2 separate regions of the Anser cygnoides genome follow, and region 2 is linked to region 1. A link is a contact called in public Hi-C data. All regions are on one chromosome and are shown on one strand. Each heading gives the region's core, a stretch centred on a gene start, on an enhancer-like site or on the middle of the called end of the contact. The rest is flanking DNA. Distances are from core to core; before and after follow the strand shown. Region 1 holds the start of TAPT1 (transmembrane anterior posterior transformation 1). Region 2 holds the start of QDPR (quinoid dihydropteridine reductase).

What was found. A called contact is a pair of places that touch in the nucleus more often than the background predicts.
Region 2: a Hi-C map of liver shows a contact between it and region 1, with 9 times the contacts expected there. The contact joins the promoter of QDPR here to the promoter of TAPT1 in region 1. A contact is called at or near these places in 2 of 7 Hi-C or Micro-C datasets (both in liver).

The regions. Positions count from the first base shown.
Region 1 is chr4:16,070,153-16,075,030 of Taihu_goose_T2T_genome, forward strand. It overlaps TAPT1 (transmembrane anterior posterior transformation 1), which reads right to left and starts at 3,428. Exons shown (of 15, transcript XM_048046954.2): 1 at 3,115-3,428. The coding sequence starts at 3,424.
Region 2 is chr4:16,547,374-16,552,202 of Taihu_goose_T2T_genome, forward strand. It overlaps QDPR (quinoid dihydropteridine reductase), which reads right to left and starts at 1,886. Exons shown (of 7, transcript XM_066995688.1): 1 at 1,697-1,886; 2 at 1,468-1,560; 3 at 344-440. The coding sequence starts at 1,783. It overlaps CLRN2 (clarin 2), which reads left to right and starts at 2,834. Exons shown (of 3, transcript XM_048046126.2): 1 at 2,834-3,086. The coding sequence starts at 2,834. It overlaps LOC136790645 (a long non-coding RNA gene), which reads right to left. Exons shown (of 4, transcript XR_010830971.1): 4 at 3,080-4,026.

The DNA.
Region 1 (4,878 bases), core at 2,178-4,677:
TGAAGTTTGCAGTGGTATATTAACATAAATAGGTATTGTTAATAGATCATTTCAATCATTATTTGCTTTCAACTACGTGAACCAAACCCTGTAAGGACTTGTTTGGACGGTGTTCGCAATAATTTATGTAACTGATCTGCTTCTAGCAGGCTACAGCTACTGTAACCCCTAAAGGTATTTGTTTTAAAAATAAACAAACATGTAGTTTAATGAGTGGAAAAAAACTAATATTGACATTTAAAGCTTCAAACAAAGTTCATGCTAGTGAAATAACAGCAGAAGTTCATACCACTAAATCATTGTTCAGATCTCAGCCAAACTTGTTTTCTGAAGTCCTCCTCCATAACATCATCATTTGAAACTCAAGAAAGAATTGGGAAAAACAAAACAAAACAAAAAAACAACAAAAGATAAGCTTAGGTATGAACATCCAAACTAACTACTCTGGTAACTTCCCAGCTACATTTTCTGACACCACAGATAACCAACCTTCACTAACCTAAAGGTAATGCATCTCAAAACCAACACAAGTTTCCTGCAAAATAAATATTGACATACGGGCAACCGCCGTGGAGTAACAGCTGAGCTGTCTGTTCCCACTTCCCATTACCTCACATGAACTGGTTCATTGGCTTCGTCGTTAAAAAACAAATCATTTTAAGTTCCCTCCACCTCGCTGAACTTCCACACCCCAGACACTCCTCGCAACTGACGCTGATCAATAGAGAAGCTCCAGACTGTGCACGCAAAACACCCTCTCCAGCGATGGGATGTGCTGAAGCACACGGTCGCCCAGCCACCTCCTTTCCGAGCACTTCCTAGCACCCAGCATCACCCTACTTCTGTGCCCACAGAGCCACGGAGCAGATCGGTGCTGGCCCTGTAGGAAAAACACAGCCAGCAGAACAGGATGAGACACCAAGGCAGGACAGAGCAATAAATCACCTGAAAAGGGGCTTAATTCTGCTATGAAAGCATCGTTTTCTGTTAAATTGAAGAAAATGCTTTAATTCCTACTTCTAATTTATTTAAATTTCCCTCCTCTGCAGTCAAAAAGTTTTGGCCTAAGTTTAAATTGTTCAGATGGCATAGTCTAAATGCTTTAAGTATTCTCATTCATCTCCCCACGTCGGTACAGAAAAGCACAAGCATCTTCAAAACGTAAAAGGCCACAGTTATTTTTTCAAGATAAAAAGATAATGATTTACCAAAGTTATACTTCAATGCATAGCGACACAAGGGATAACCATTAACCAGAAACGGAGAGGAAAACTTGTGCAAATGTACAATCCACCGTGCCTCACAAATTTTCTGTTGAGAAACAATCAGAACATTAATCCTTAGTGCTAACAGTTCCAGGCAAAAGTAGCACAATACCTATATTTTTGATCTAGTTATTTCCTTCCCCTCCAGATAACTCCTCTGTACAGTACTTGCCCTACTGTACCATCTTGAAAGAAAATCTACTTCTGTGTACTATAAAGCATAATGCTACCAGCAACGATGAATTAGAATTTTTAGTTGCTATATCAAAAGCCTGTTCCTGTAATGTTTTCTCGAAGAATCAGAGTACACCAATGACTTTTAAATATTTTTTTTTTAAATTAAGATCAATTGCTGGAAGATTATTAGTATTTTTCCCCCCCTGCATACCGATTTGTTTGCTTTAAAAAAAGTTCTGTTCATCTGTCTTTCAGGAACATCACTGCCCATCTTGACCGTATTTTCCCCACCACAAACCAAGTCACAGTACTGTAACCAAGCCAGCTCCTTACAACTACGGGAACTGCAGCAGTTTCACCACCAAAACAGCGCGATCAATGATACTATGACATAATACACCAGAAACAGACATAACACCTGTCAAGCTTAGAAGGAAACCATTCAGTCGTTGCTATATGATTTAAGCTAATTTCCGATCACTATTTTTTCCTCTTTTCTATTTGATATGACCTGTTGTGTCACGTTCCAGCCAACGGTGAGGCAGACAGCTTGGAAATCTGAACACTTCTTGAGCACTCTTCACATTTCCAGCTAACCACTCTATTAAGTATAAGGTGCTAAAATAGTTGGTTGGAAGTTTACCAACATCAAATCAACTTGGCCATGTCATTTAGATGTCATTTATCTATGGTGTAGATGTCAACCATGTCATTTAGATGACAATTTTTACTTTTTATGAACGAGGCTGGGCTAAATTTCAGAAGTTACTTGATGGATACCTAAAATAATCAGTTCAAGTATAAATGTAAATAAAACTGTGTAAAGGCCGTTACTGTCAATCTACTTTCTCTTATTATTTTTCCCTGTGAAATCATTAGGTAGGAAAACACAGTCAGTGAGAAACTCTTCTAACACTCCGCATAGGATTTCAAGGCTCTAATAACACAGCTACTTTCAGTAGTAGAGGAAAAGACTATTATGTTGATAATTACGTGTACCTAACAAGCAATGTTTAACGATGAAGCGTGTTTCGTGCCTCAGGAAGAAAGCCAAGTTGTGTGCCCCAGACCCGAGGAGCGGAGCTGAGGACACAGAACTGCTCTGCCCCTGTGGCTCTCCGGAGCCAGTCCTCAGCAGGCTGCAGGTTTAACAACCCCATTTTTAACATCAGCGCGAAGCTTTCCCGTTACAGACACCCTTATAACTTAAAAAAAGCGTCCGGACACCGATCGGTTAACGCGCTAGGTGAAACTTCAGTGCTCTCATCGCCCTTTATGAACACGCTCGTCTGAAGAGATGAGGGTGGACGGGGCGAGTGTAGGAGCTTCGCTTCACCGATGGGGCCGAGCTGGGCGGCTGAGAGCAAAGCAAAGGGGGCAGAAGGGCCTCAGCCGCCAGCCGAGCCCCGTTCCCTGCCCTTCCTTTCCCTCCTCTCCTCACGGAGCCGCCAACAACGCCGCTCCCCGCACCCCGGCGCACTTTTTGAAGTCTCTCGCCCAAGTTCGCGAAGGCGGCGGCGGCGGCAGCGCCCTCAGCCCCGCCTCGGGCACCCGCTGAGGCTGACCCGGTCCCTCAGCCGGGCTGAGAGGAGCCGGGACAGCCCCGCCGGGGTCCTCCCCGCTCCCCGCAGCCCCTCGGGCCGCCGCCTCCCTCCCCGCCGCCGCTCCTCACCCGAGAGCCCCCTCTTCTTCTTCCTGCCCCGGTCGCTCTCGTAGAAGCCCAGCGTCTCCGTCCGCTGCTGCGGGGCCGCCTGCGGCTCGCTGCTCCCCCACAGAGTCTTGGGCTCCCCGCGGCAGCCCTCCTGCTGCTGGGGCTGCGGCTGCTGCGGCGGCGGCTGCTGCTGCTCCGGGGCGCCGCCGCGCCGCCCTTCCCCGCCGCTCCCCGGCGCGGCGGCGTCGGCAACGCCGGCCATGTTCGCCGCCCGCTCCGCGCTGGCCGCCCCCGAGCCCCGCGCCGCGCCGCGCCCCTGCCGCTGACTCATCACCGTGCGACGGCGGCGCCGCGCGGCCCGGCCCGGCCGCCGCTACAGAGCCGAGCGCGGGGCGGGGACGGGGGCGAAGCCGGCGCGGCGCCATCTTGTGCGGCCCCGCCGCCGTTAACCGCTTGCGCGCCGGCAGCCCGGCGATGCCTCCGCTGCGAGCCTCCCCCTCCTCTCCGAGCCTCCCCCCGCCCAGCTGGGGCCCTCGGGGCGTATTCGGGTTCTGTTTATATCGTGGGGTGGGAATAAAGATGGTTGTGTGAGGGAAGAGGTCTTGCGTGTCTTCTTGTTGGTGCAAAGGGCGCGCGTGGAAAGGTCGCGCGGGCTCAGGGGCAGTAGTGCAAAGCAGCTTTAAGGTTATTAATCTACGCCGCACTGCACAAATAAGGCCGTGATTGGAAAAGGAAAGTGAGAGGTGAATTATTAACTGTAAAGCCAACGGGACTTCAATGTGCTTGTTGGACCTGACCTCGCACTTCAGGTCAGCGGCCTGCTGTCCGTGTTTGTGCGGCACTTTGTGCAGGAGGCCTCCGGAAGGAGACGCCGTCTGTGAGCCAGCCTGTGTGAAGGATGGTGCTGCTGCGGTCGTCTGGTGTGCCCAGGGCTCACGGCAGCCCACCGGGTCCTGGACCACCTGTGCCATGCTCCGTGGGACCACAAACACCAACACACCCAACCGGCCCCCAAACCAGCCCTCAAGGCGGCATAAACTCTTGCAATTTGGGAAGTGCCGAGGCTGAAAATGCCATTGGTTAGTTGCAGTGGTCATAGCGGGGTTATTAATGAATAATAATTGTTCCTGTTTCAAAGCGCTTAGAATGTATAGAGGAGTAAACATGAATATAAGAAGTAGGTTGCTCAAGGTAAAGGCAGAATACTTGTTTGAAGAAGGAATTCACATGGGCACAAGGACAAAATACCTGGCCTGAATTTCAAGTACAAGATCTCCTTCACATTCACTTCTCGTGTTCTTATCATGCGTTCAGAGGCCAGATTCGTTCAGCTTAATATTTAGCCACTTATCCTGGGAAAACAAGGAGTGCTTTATTCTTTCTTTGGAAGACCACAGTGTGCGTAGTTTTCTTCTAAAACTCTACCTCTAAGTTAATTGAACAAAGAGTTGTCTCAAAGAGCATTTCAGGCCTTGGATGGTCTGAAAGTGCCCATTTCCACTGCCATTAATGCTTCTAGATGCCTAAAATCATGTAGGATTAATGAAGGTCCTGATGTTTTCAGGCCATGGAGAGCTTTTTAAAATGTATAATAACATCAAACAGAGAACTAACAATGATAGTTACAATACATCAACAGTTTTGTCTTCTCCCTTCTTTTCTCTGTGGGTGTAAAAAGCAATTGAAAAATAGGATGTGGAGCAGAAGTCCCTAAAAAATATTTGAAAAATTCCTCTTAGCAGGAAAGCTGCTGCAGTCCATGCAAAGTTACATGACACCCTGAGA
Region 2 (4,829 bases), core at 636-3,135, 480 kb after region 1:
TTCCACTCAGCCAGTATATTACGTAACAAGCCTGACACACATAACCTTGGCAAAAGTTAGTTCATAGGTAATGCTGAACTCCTTTATATAGTGCATCAAGATTTACCAATAAAAACGGTGCATCAAAAAGTACCGTTGAGAACATTGAGGGTTTTGGAAATCTAACAGGCACCAATAATTGAGAAAAGTGCTAAGAAACATTGTGACTGAGTTACTTTGCACTATTAGGCTAACATCTTCAGGACTCTGGATGAAAGATGATCTCAAAGACCTTTATTATCATGACTTTTTACGGATTCCTCTCAGATTTCAATCATGTATTTGCTAGCATGCACCGGCTTACATTTAGCTTTGGCGCTGCCTCCAGCCCATCCTCCTGCAACACACAAGATTGCATCCACCTTTTCTTCACCAAGAAGCTTCCCAATCTCTGCTGTCACCTTCAAAACACAAAACATAACATTCTGAAAACACTGAATTTGTAAGGTAAAAGAATAAATATCAAGAATGAATGCCTTAGTATTATTCAACTACATAACTGGAAAAAAAATACAACAAACAGCAGCAACTTAAACAGCTGTACAAAATTATCACTTATGATTTATCAACTCAATAACTGGGTTGAAAGCTAACTGTAGATGCAAGTCAGACCGTACACTGTGCGATGTCACTGGCAATAACTGATTTGAGCAGGACTGAAAGATCCGATCCTTACCTATATCATAAGCATTTTTCATTTGTGACTTACTTTTGGACAGGTTCTTCTCTGCACACTGTGCTGTTTAATAATACAGGAAATGAAACTCCAGGTCTGATCAGAACTGCTTCTGTGACATTTCCAATGATAGCACAAGAAACAAACAACTAAAGCCTCCTTATGAATCACATCCTTGGATTTGAGTATGTAGGCTTTTAAATATCCAGTATTTCTTTCTCTTTCAAATGAGACTTTGCACTTGGTGATGAATTTGTTGGTTGTCAATTTTCTCTGTCACAGTGCAAACCCTACTGGGAAATGTTTTCAGCATTACCATCCAGCTATGCAGCACAGACAGGACATGAGAAAGAAGTGCTGCATTTTAAGATGCCCTAATCCACCTTGATTAAAGTAATCTCATTCTGCCCGCAGCCCTTCAGGTAACAAAGAGGAAGATAATACCCAAGTGTGACACATTCTGAGTGACAACATAGGGTAACTTCTAAACTCCCAAAGTAAGCTCTTCCGCGTATCTATACCTCCAAGCAGTTAAAAGTGAAAAATAAATGAAGTTAAGAAGTGGCAGGCAAATGGTGGCACCCCTGAGCTCAGGGTACAGCAGCAGGATACCAAAACCAGCGGGGTTCCCACAGTCGGGGGTCTCAGTGCTTCTGAGAGAGGGTTTATGGCGAGCGGGTGCAAACCCACCGCATGGAGCCCGGAACGAGGGGCCTCCCCCGCGCCCCCCCGGCCCCGCGACGCGCTCCCACCTGCTCGGCCTGCTCGGGGAAGGACTCTGTCGCCCTCACCACCACGTTGACGCTGGCGTCCTCGTTCTCGGCCAGGTCGATGCTGGCGACCCACTGGGGCGGCGAGAAGGCACCGTTAGCGCCCGGCGGGGCACCCTTCGTTCTCCCCCCCCCCCCCCCTTACTTCCCCCCCTCCAAAGCAGCCCCGTCTCGCCCCCCCGGGGCCCGCAGCAGCCCTGCCGGCGCTCACCCAGTTCCTGGCCTTGAAGTACTGCACGCACTGAGAGCCCAGCGCCCCTCTGCCCCCGTACACCAGCACCCTGCCCGCCGCCGCCATGCTCGCTGCCCGCCTCGCTCCGGCTCCGGCCCGGCCCCAGCCTCCCCTCTCACCGACGCCACGCAGGGGCCGCCCCCGGGGCCGGGGGGGCTGGCGGCTGCCTCCGCCTCGCACCGAGAGCAGGAGGAGCCTCCGAGCCCGGGTTCAGCCCCGGGGAGCCGCTGGGTTTTTACCTCAGCCTCCCGCCCTTCAGCGGCGGGTTGCGTTCCCTCAGGGGAGTGTTAATTAGCGAGAGGCTGTGAGGGGCTGTAACTGTAGGAGTGCGAGCAATTGTTGCCGGTTTTCTTTAGTGCTGCTCGATATTGCTGCTAGGTGGAATTCCTGCCCTCGCCACAGCCCCCAGCTCCAGGCCCTGCTGCCTGCCGTTGCCTCCCCACCCTGCACGAAGGGCCCTGCGCTGCCTGCTGCAGGCAGCAGGTCCCTGTGTGAAACCTCAGCCTCCTGGACAGAGTTTAAACACCTCCGCTAGCAGGCCGAGGGATGGAAGGACATCGCTCTGAGGGTTATTGCCAGCCCTGGTGGCTCTGACAGCACTGACATTTACACAGGGAAAGAGTAAGCACCAGGAGGAGGTAGCTTAACGCAGCCGAGATGTCAGCGGAATTCTGCTGATAAACTCCACGTTTGCAAAGCTTTGTCCCTTGCAGCTATTTACCCATGTTTTTAATCATCTTAAAAAAAAATGCTTCTAATTTTCATCCCACGTGGTTATGCTAAAGAACTTGATGCCATTTGAGCAGGACTATTAAAGCTCTGGTGAAACATTAGCCATGCAACAGATATAGGATTACTTTCTGCAGAAACAAGCACCACCGCATGACACGGTATTGAAGCTGTTGTTTGCAACCATTTCAGGATGCTTTCGCAGCAAAACACCTTTTTGGACTTGATTTTTAACTGTACAGTTTAATTTATGGAGCTTTGAAATACAATGAGATGTATTTTGAAATACTTGCTATTCGTTCATGGATTTCAGAGCGACAGGAAAAATGGGAAATGTGCCTAATTACTGAAGAGAGGCCTTGGAGATGATTCCTTGAAACCACTAGGATGCCCGGGTGTTTTAAAAAGACTTTGTTTGCCTTGGCTTCTACAATAAGTTTTGCGTCTTTTATCTTAATTGCCGTCGCAATGGGGACCCAAAGGTGGATGACTGGAAAGATGCTTTGCAAAACAGGAGCTGATTTAGTCAACGCCACAGATCCAGAGCTGGTCAAGTTCATGGGAGAAATTTCCTATGGCCTTTTTAGGGGCGGCAAGATACGCCAGTGTGGGCTGGGAGGGCGTCGTTCCAAATTCACAAGTAAGTACAATTTTGGTTGAATCTCTAGTCAAATGTCTAGTTCAACTTTATAAGCACTCCATTCATTTTGTTTACATAACCTGTAGAAAGCAAATCATTATTATTAAACGTGTAATTGTGGCTTACTTGTGGTCTGTATGGTTTGGGATTTGAGTGCTATTTCAGGCTAGGTTTTCTCTCTGATTATGTTTTGTAATTCTGGAATCAAAGAACAAAAAATCCCTAGAGCTAGATTGAGTATTTCCTTTTAGTCTTGTGAAGGGAGCGAAGAGGGTTCCCTTTCAGTCTTGTGTCCCGGGAGAGTTATAGGAGGAAGTATGTTGGAGATGACCCTGTAAGTCATACTTTTCCTTGACTGAAACTTTCCTATGCCAAGTGTTGCTCTGCAATATCTGCACCTCTATTCTTGCCGTATTTGTTAAAGTGCTCCCTTTTTTCTTTTTCCTTTTTTCCTTTAAGAAGTAGAGATTTATTTAGCCGGCCCCATTTATGTATTTCTCTAGCTGTCCCAAAATAGATGTCTGCCATAGTAGATACTCCTAACTTATATTAACACGTTGAGGAAGTTTTTACTTTGTTGAAGAAGTTTTTACTTTCTTTTCTGGTAACTTCAAAGAGAGAAAAAATACTGAATGCATACAAAGTGTAGAAATATCAAAGATTTTCTTGAGCTCTCAAAAGCTGTCAGATGTTGATCTGTACTTTGGATGACTTCCAGTTTTCACACATCCTGTGCTGAAGTGAAAATGATATTTTGCATCAAAGATGTTTAGTTTGGCGGATAGATCTGCAGCATCTTAAACGAATGTAAGTTGAAGCTGCCGCCGTCTCACTCTCCCCGGGTGCACAGCAATGCTGGCCCATCCTTGGCAATGGCTGTGGTACTTAACGTAGTTGTGTGGTGAGGTAGATCAGGGAGTTAAGCTTGCTGAAAATTAGCCTGCAAAAGATCAATTTCTTTCCCATAAACTCATCCCTCTATACTGGCTCCATACATAGCTGCACAAACACCGCTATAAAGTCTTGAAAGCAGGCAGGACTGTGGTCTTAGGAGTGGTGAAGAGAACCAGAGAAACTTAGATCAGCGTGACCTGTTGTTACGCTGTGAATTTGGACTAACCGCTTTTCAGTAACCAAAATGGCTGGCAAATAGGACATCAGGTCAAAGCTCATCCTGCTCTGCTGCTGCTCCTTCTCTTCGAGGTATTCAGAAATATAGTTCCAGTTCTTTCACCCCATCCATGAATGTCAAAGAGAATGAAGAAAAAGGTAGCTGATCCTCTGTAAAAGGATTTAATCCTTTTACAACTTTCTAGCCTTGTTAGTAAACTTTCTGATTAATTACTGTGTAACCTGAGAAGGCGGCCTAGCATTCCACCCTCACCACCGACTGTATTAATACATATCTGGAGGATGTGATCCTATTCTTCTTAGACAAACAAAGCTCTCACTGAAGCTAGCAAAAATTTTTCCTGTTAGACCTGTAAAATTGGGTCAATAAACGCAGCAGACACAACCACATATTTTAAACAAGTGTACCACTTGTTTCCCTTTTAAGGGAAAAGACTTTCCCTTTTAAGTATTTTAATAGCTCCATAAAGGTTGCAACTTTCACAACACTGGCACCAAAATGGTATCATGATAGTATTCCAAAGCTGTTAAATTCACCACCTTTTGGAGGTGTTCCCATACATACTGTGTCATCTATGTCAGATCCCCGTGGTTGTTACTGGAAGTCTTAAC